Linked DNA regions of Zea mays: region 1 is linked to region 2. Evidence: chromatin contacts called from public Hi-C data. All regions are on one chromosome and are shown on one strand. The core of a region is the stretch at or near the end of the contact, and the rest is flanking DNA. Distances in the headings are between cores, read along the strand shown.

Region 1 (4,359 bases), core at 771-3,270, 140 kb after region 2:
AGCTAGAGCAGAAAAAAATAATATGTGCATAATAATTAATTTTTAGTTAATTTTAAACCATAGTTTCACAAACCACGTCAATGTAACACCAAATTAGCATAATTCATCACTCATCAATTCACAATTCACATACATATACATGTTCATCAGTTTAACCCATAATTATATTTGCATAGACTAATTTAACACATAGACATAGTTCATTAATTATTATTTTAATTCATGGGACATAGACACCTCACATACATATAACATGTTCATCGATTATTCAGTAAATAATGTGCATATAGTTTCGTTTTGCTAGAATGCGATAGCTTGTTTAGCTTGCGAGCTGGCTCGTTAACGAACCAAGCTGAGTAATTAATGAACCGAGCTAATATGTCAGCTCATATCATGAAAAAATTCAAGTAAACCGATCTCTAGCCGAGCTGATCATTAATGGAACAAGCCAACGAGCCACCGTCGTTTTATGAAATCCTAACCCCTCCCTCAGCCGAGTTATTTGTGATTATAATCATTTCGTCGGGCGGCTTCGCCTCTTTGGTATCCCGCAGCCCGTCATCGCCAGATTGGTATTGCTGTCGTACACCACTCGCTGGATTGGGTTCGTTTTCATACTGCTGACTAATTTACCCTTCCTTTTCCCCCTACGCGTTCATCTACCTACGCGCTCATCTACCGCAACATGGCCATCCTCGGCGTGGAGGGCTTCTCGGCGCTGCCCAGGCACTGCATGCAGCTGTGCGCGGGGTTCTTCGCGTTCGCGGTGCTGGCGAACCTGGCGCGGGACCTGCTGCCGCGCCGGCTCGCGCGGCTCGTGCCGCTGCCCATGGCCATGGCCGTGCCGTTCCTCGTGGGCGCCAGCTTCGCCGTCGACATGTGCGTGGGGAGCCTCGTGGTGTTCGCGTGGCACAGGCTCGACGGCAAGAAGGCCGCGCTGCTGGTGCCGGCCGTCGCCTCGGGGCTCATCTGCGGCGACGGGATCTGGACGTTCCCGTCGTCGCTGCTCGCGCTGGCCAAGGTCAAGCCGCCCATCTGCATGAAGTTCACGCCAGGGAGCTAGAGAGCACGGTGACGATGCGTACAGAACAGAGGGCATCGTTCGTCGTTTGTGGGGTGGAATCCGTGTAGTAGAATTACATACCAATCAGGCCTGTTCTAATGTCCATATGAGCTTAATGTACGGTGTATATATGTAAAACGGAAATCTGAAGGATGACAGGATGAATTGCCTGTTGTCTAGTAGCACGCATATTATTATTATAGCAGAGCATTAATAAAACTCTTTTATCTTGCACAAAGTGTTACTGCAATTCCCCAACGCTGTTCAGTAGATCCTAGTGCGCTCATCTCTCTTCCGCTGCAGTGGAGCAGCTTCACTCAGCGGCACCGTTTGGAAGTTGAAAGAGAAAGCTGAGCACGGCATCTCCGTGCGCAGTGCATGGCACAGTCGTCGGTACGCGCCCGCCTAACCCGTCGGCATCAACGATGATGCTTCCTTCCACAGCCACGGTTCGCTCAACTTGCCCAACGGTTCCTCGATTCGCCGCCGCATCGTCCCCAAGCTTTGCCCCTCTCGTTGCTTCGGTGGTGCTGTGGAGCTCTGAACAAGAGGGCACGGACATTCTCCGGTTACCATCAACCTCCCGTCGGCCGCGCAGGACACCGACGATGCGGCGGCGGCGGCACTCAGCCTGGTCACGGCCGCCCTGGAGATGTCGCCACGGGCCGAGGTGACGCTGGAGCTCCGGGCGCGCGCTCCTCGTGCTCAGGCGCTATCGCGACGTCTTCATCCATGGCTGGAGATCGACGAGGCTCGTCGTCGTTGCGACCGGACTGGGTGAAAAGGAAGGGTAAATTAGTCAGCCGTATGAAAACGAACCCAATCCAGCGAGTGGTGTACGACAGTAATACCAATATGGCGATGACGTGCTGCGGGATACCAAAGAGGCGAAGCCGCGCGACGAAATGATTATAATCACAAATAACTCCCCTCAGCTCGGCGTCACCACCGTTGGTCGCTTCTCCAACCTCGTATTGGGAGAGATCCGCTCGCCGCCTCCCCCGCGGCTTCCTCTTCCTCCGCGCAAACTCGCCGTGGCAGAGTTATCTCGCGCCGGTACCGCACGCATCGGGGGAAAAACAAGGTGAGACCGTTGCGCGCTCCTCGTACTTGCTTGGTTGCGCTGTCGCAAAAAGAGAAGATAAGGTTTGCCGGATGCGGAGTCGATGGTGGGGTGGGGGCTCTAGGGTTTGGTTGCGGTTATTTACGAGTCAGGTGCCGCGTCGATTCGATTGACAATCGGTCCTCTACCTCCTAATTCGATCTTGATTGTGCAGGTTTTTGGGATGCCGGGGGCCGGTGTGGAGCCGCCGTCGCCGCCAGCCGAGGCCGCGGCATGGCTACCGCCGCGCAGGTTGAGACCTGGGAGGGTCTCCGCCAAGCGGTGCTGGCCGCCCGGGTGCGGTCGGTTCCCTTCGCCCCCGCCAGCGCCGGCCTCTGCGGCCGAGGCAGGTCCTGAGGTGAAGGGCGTGGATGGCGCCTCCACCATCGTCGTCGGCAGAGCCGATGAGAAGCCCGCCCCCGCCGTCATTTCGCCTTCGGCTCAGAATGGATGCCCAGATAAGGTGGAGGCCCCCGCCCCCGTTTCACCTGCGCCTGAGAGCGGCGCCCCGCCTGCTGATAAGGTGGAGGAGGTGGCTGACCCCGCCGCCGTTTCACCTGCGTGTCAGAACTGCGCCCCGCCTCAGCAAGAGGAAAATAAGGTGGAAGTTGTCGCTGCTATTTTGCCTGCAGCGCACAGCAGCGCCCTCCCACATGCCCTGACTGAGAAGGATCAGCAGAATGTAGTCATCCGGGAGAATGGAGAGGCACAATTGCTGGGCGATGCAGGCAAGCTGTCATTGGATGGTCAGCAAGGGAACAATGTGGTGCAGGTAGCAGTACTGGGTAGTTCGAGCACCGTTGGTGCTAGTTATTTGCAGAACGGTGACAAGGGGGGTGGATTGTTGGTGGCTGAGGAGAAGGGACGTGGTGGCAGCAGTGATGTGGGGCAGGAGGTTGCTGTTAATGGGGATGTCTCAGAGATTGCAAACAAAACGGGCACTGGTGAGTTACAGAGAAAGGAAAATGGAACTGCAGGAAGCAGAACAAAACGGTGGTTTGTATCCTCTCTGAATCCTCCACCCAAGAGGAGGGAAGTCTCAGCCGTACGTAGATTTCCACCTGGCTGTGGGAGGACTGCTGTTACCACCACAGACAGCGGTGTTTTGGAGGTCTCACCTATAAGCACATTTGCTCCTGGTCATGGGAGATCTGGTGTTAATACCACAGGCAGTGGAAATGAGGGGTTGCCTTCAGAAGCCACCCCTGTCAACAATAATGATGCCTTGGTGGCAAGTTCGGTTTTAGGAGAGTTGGCTTCTCCAACTTCAGCACTAGAGGCCTCCAATAAGAAATTGGAAAGCAAGAGAATAGTGGGTGAAGGACATAGCAAGGCTCACAATAAGGTCCAAGTTCAAGATGATTTTGCCGGTACCAAACAAGATGGTGGCCAGCGAAATGTTGTTCCAAAAGCTACGCCGAGGAGTGTTTCTGATGGGAAGATGAAGGGGAAACTCCCAGCACATAAAGCGAATCAGGTAGCACAAGAAGTGATGGTTGGTAAGATGAAAAATAAACTTGATGGAAGCTTTCAAAGAAGTAATCTTAGGACGCCTTTGAGCAATCCCATTGATGCAAAGACAAAAGTAAAGAGGTCGGATAGTGACAAGATGAATGCTGGAGTGCATGGTAATGCAGGGGCCTCTGCAGGTGGGAAGATGGAAAATAAGACTTTGAGTGCTAAAAAGGAAGTGGGGTTCCCAAATATGAACACAAAGCAAAAGAAGGTTGCTCCTAAGTTGAAGGGTGATGTCATAGGCAAGGATAATATGCATTTGTCCGCCAGGGAGCTCAAGCTTGGAAAATATGTTGCAACTGATCATACTGAAGAGCCTAAGAAGCAAATAATTGTTCAAGCATTGATGGCTCCTGACAATTGCCCTTGGGCACGAGGAAGAAAGTCAATTGCTAGTGCTTTCAAGTCTCTTGGTCCTATGAACAAGGCAAAGGGGAAGGATGCTAGTGCTTCCAAACAATGTTCAAGAAAATGTTAGGCGCTAGCCAGGTGTTAGGCTACTGACCAGCGTCTAGGAAGTTTAAACGTAGATTAAGCATGCTTAATCATTCTTTTGTAGATTTTGTGCTGCTGAGAGCAAGGTCAGTAGTAAGTACTAAGTAATAATAACACAACTCTTGCTGTTGCTGCACACCTGTTTTTGACATAAGTTGCTTTCCTCCTTGGCTTCTTGCATCCA
Region 2 (4,043 bases), core at 1,121-3,620:
GCAATGCAAATGACAAATTGAATTTAGTTCCATAAATTAATCATGCGAGGCCCTTAGAGTTTATGGGATCCCATGTCGTGTATCCCATGTCGCCAGGGTTTGCAAGGCCCTTAGACACTACCGAGGTGAATGGTTAGGGATCCACTACGAGGCCTTTACAAAGTTCCACTAGCTTTCGAAAACCCGCTACAGTTTATGGGAACATCACTTGCAAGAATCCCTAGTCCGACCGCCATCGCAGCAAAATCAACCCGAGAACCTCCCTGTATGCAACTCCCCTAGTGCCCTTGCCCCTTTCGAGTAAGGTAGTCTTCCAGTAGCTTTACTAATTAGTCAGCCAAGGGCGTCCCATACCACCCTTGCGGTGGCACTGTTTTCCCGGGTAGTTCTCCATGTTCCCATTAACATAATGATCTTATCATGAACAGTAAATAATAAACAGATAATAGAAGTGTGAACATAAGTAATGTATATCTCTATACCCAAAACCACATAAAGCAATAACATATACTACCCAAAAATTCAGGGATAAAACAAGGTATAAAGATAGCCAAAACTAGGGTAACCTATTGAATCCCATCAAATTAACCTATGCAGATCATTATGATTAATAAGAACATGACTGGGTAAAAAGGAAGTGATCAAGGACACAACTTGCCTGGCACTTGAGAGTCCAGATACCAGGATGATTCTTCAGATCCTCGTGACCTCGCGCTAGTCGTAGCAATACAAACAAACATGGTATAGACAAAATTAACATCACACCAAACATAAGAGTAAACTGCATAGTAACAATCTATGCGTCACTATGAGATCGTGGGATCGAGAACTACTAAGATCTGAGTCGTGGTCATCAAGTTATGAGGTGATTAAATGATTAACACTAGGTTCTATATTTATTTTATAATTCTAGAGAAAAGGTAACCTAAAGTAGTAACTAATTCAACTTTAATCTAAATTATAAATTGATCATAGATCATCTTCTATTACATTGATAAGCAAATTAACAAGACTAACCAATATAAGTTAAATAACGATCTAATTATAAAAGAATGAGACATGGTATAATAAATGTTGTTATTGCATAGTAAATGTTTATACAAGACTAAGGCAACTTGAACGGTCCAATTCGGAGTTAAAGTGGGGAAGTTTTGAATTTCCAAAGGTTTTATGTATTTGATACAAGATTAATTAGGAGATCAATTTTATTGTGGCTTTCACGTTGAAAAAGTGGCACTAATTGATAAACAATAATATTACAAAATTATAGAAATTGGAATGGATTGATTTGGACTTCATATGAATTTTATATGAATTAAACAAGTTCTAGCATTTTTTTCATATTAAAAATCATTATCTAATTACTTTTACTGGGTTTTATAAATCTCTGGACTGCGCCTCAATAACAGGAAAGCACAGGGACTAATGTATAAACTTCCCTAGACTCAGAACAACTCAGAGGTGGACTACAGGTTTATTAGCTGATTCTCTAGGGTTTCTTTAGCAAAAGCGCGCGGCGAAGGGGTACGGGCGCGTCTGAACCACACGATCCAAATTGGACGTGCAAGATTAGATCCAGGTTTAACGGAACGGTACGTGATCCTGACCCAGGATACGCAATCCACGGCCCAGATTCCACTATACTGTATCGATTCCTGAGCGTCCATCCATAGATCAATGGCTACGAGGTTTTCGGCTGAAACGTTACCCCTAATCGAATCCGAGCCGCAGATCTCATGATCGACGGCAAACAACTTGTCTGCTACCCCCGCCAACCTGACTGGCGGCGCTAACACACCGCACGGCGGCGCCATCGTCGGCGCCGAGTCAATCCAGCGTCCCAGAAGGTAATCCCCTCCCCCAGAACATGCTACGCGAAGATAGGAACAAGGCGAGGCGGTTGAGGGGTTTCTCACCAGAGATGATGGCGTGAGAGCCTCGGTCCGCGTGGTTAGGCAGATTTGTGGCGGTGCTGCAGTTCCGGTGAGAAATTCGCTGGATGCTGGTTACTCTCCCGGCTTCAATCCTGCCCGGCCACGAACTTCGTATCGAGGCGAATCTCACAAGCCACTCACTGACGATGGAGTGCCGCCCGAGACACAGGTCGACGACGGCGGATCTTCCTCACTCGCTCCCGGCTACGGCCGCTCCTAACTCCGGTGTTTATGGTTCTTTGGTTAGCGCAATAGGGATGAGGAGCGACTGGGGCTTTTATCGGGCGGATTAGGAGAAGGGGAGGGTTGAGGTCAACTGCCCCAGAGAAGCGGCGCCGGCATGCACGAAGTTCGTTGCGGTATGGCCGGTGTGGAGTCAGTGAAGACGACTCCCCTGCAGAGCGGGGCCCACATGGCAGAGGAAATGGTACAGACGAGTGCGAGGCTGAGCAAATGGCAAGCGGGCCCGCCCTGTAAGCGACCGGTCAGTCGTACGCGCGTGGGTGGGGGGGGGGGGGGGGGGGGGGGGGGGGGGGGGGGGGCGGGACTGGGCATTGGGCCCAGACGGTCGGCGCAGTGCTGAGGTGGGTTGCACGCAAGGGAGAAAAACGGATGGGCCTAGAAGGGTGGCGGTCAGCCCAATTAGGTATTCTTTTTCTTTTATCCTTTCTTTTTCCTTTCTATTTATTCCTTTTGCTAAATTCAAATTTAATCTCCAATTTAAATTCAGTTCTGGTGGCACATTTGTACTTAGACTAAATGTTTTATTTGATCACACCCAAATGTGACAAAGTTATTCATTTATAGATTTATTTTATATTATGTGATATCTCTCTCACATTTTCAAATTCAAAATGTCCAAAACGAGTCAAATTAATGTTTTGATTTTCCAAATTCTCAAGTGCCAAAGTTGATACTAATGGGATTATAACCTTCCTTGTTTCCAATATTATTATTTATTATTTTCCTCGTTATGTATTTATAAATGGTTTCATTAAAAGTTCCTTTCTCATTTTCTATTTTCTTTTCACTTTTTTTATTTACAAATTTCAATTTCAAATCCAAGATAAAGTTTAAGAATTCAAATTTTTAATACATACTCAAAATCAATTATGAAGCAATAAATATATATATATTTATTATTATTATTATTATTATTATTATTTTCTTGTACAAATTCTGGACCTTACAAATCCTACCCCCTTAACAGAAATCTCGTCCTCGAGATTTGTAAGAACATGATGTATAACCATGTTATCTCAAAACATATGCACAAACAAATTCTCAGCATGATACATAATTTATTAGCAACACATAGTCACTTAGACCTTATTATTCCTCCTAAAATAGTATCATATCAACTACAACTAGAGTAACATTTAGGTCTAACAAATAGTAATATATATATATATATTTATGTAGATTGGTGGAGCTGTCGGTGGTGGTGGAAGTAATGGTTGTTGTTGTTGTCTTTCCAACCGTGCTTGCCTTATTTCTTGACGTATCTCTAGCCGGTCCTGACGTATTTCCTGGCGTTCTTGTCTTATCTGATTTTGCATTTCGGTAACTATGTTTGCCATTTGTTGTATTACCATCATTTGGGCGGCAACCACTTGATTGATTCCAACTGGTGGAGGATTCATTTCTGTTTGTTGTTGCCTGATAATCTTCCCTTCCTGGTATTGACCATCGAGAGTTAGAAGCATATGGTAGGATAGTTTTGCAATGAAAAGTATTTGGTAAGCAGAATGAATAGGCTAGTAGCTGGTTATGATCTGAAGATTCTTTAGCAGGGCTTAATCTTTGTTTTATGTCCAGATTGGTGTAACTAGTCGTATAAGGTGAATATCCAAAGGTAGGATAGAATTTTGTCAAGATGAGATAGATATGGGTCACATAGACTGCATGATGTAGATTAAAATCTCATTTGATGTTAGGTGGGGATAGTCAGACTATGCAATTCATCATGACTCTACTGGTTGAGTTAGATCTTATGTTCATGGTTGAGTTGGTCTAATGTGCTAAGTTTAGTTAACACTTGGTTAGTAGGGTCTAATCTCTTCTACCAGTATCACTAATATGTTTGAGTAGACCACTAGATTGGATCAC

Evidence for each region. Hi-C and Micro-C count contacts between places; a contact is called where the count stands out from the background.
Region 1: a Hi-C map of bundle sheath shows a contact between it and region 2, with 2.4 times the contacts expected there. The contact joins the promoter of LOC100278047 here to the enhancer-like site in region 2. A contact is called at or near these places in 3 of 25 Hi-C or Micro-C datasets (bundle sheath, endosperm and leaf).

The regions. Positions count from the first base shown.
Region 1 is chr7:102,659,080-102,663,438 of Zm-B73-REFERENCE-NAM-5.0, forward strand. LOC100278047 reads left to right here and starts at 2,021. Exons shown (of 2, transcript NM_001320338.1): 1 at 2,021-2,147; 2 at 2,341-4,359. The coding sequence starts at 2,350. The coding sequence ends at 4,158. It overlaps LOC103634050 (probable metal-nicotianamine transporter YSL16), which reads left to right and starts at 653. Exons shown (of 1, transcript XM_008655676.2): 1 at 653-1,920. The coding sequence starts at 653. The coding sequence ends at 1,063.
Region 2 is chr7:102,516,576-102,520,618 of Zm-B73-REFERENCE-NAM-5.0, forward strand. No RefSeq gene overlaps it. Among protein-coding and RNA genes, the nearest start is that of LOC103632640, 22 kb to the left of the region's middle. Within about 2 kb of position 2,371, at least 18 of the 20 cell types and tissues checked have an H3K27ac peak or open chromatin away from gene starts, as enhancers often do. A contact at or near this core is called in bundle sheath, endosperm and leaf, where this site is marked.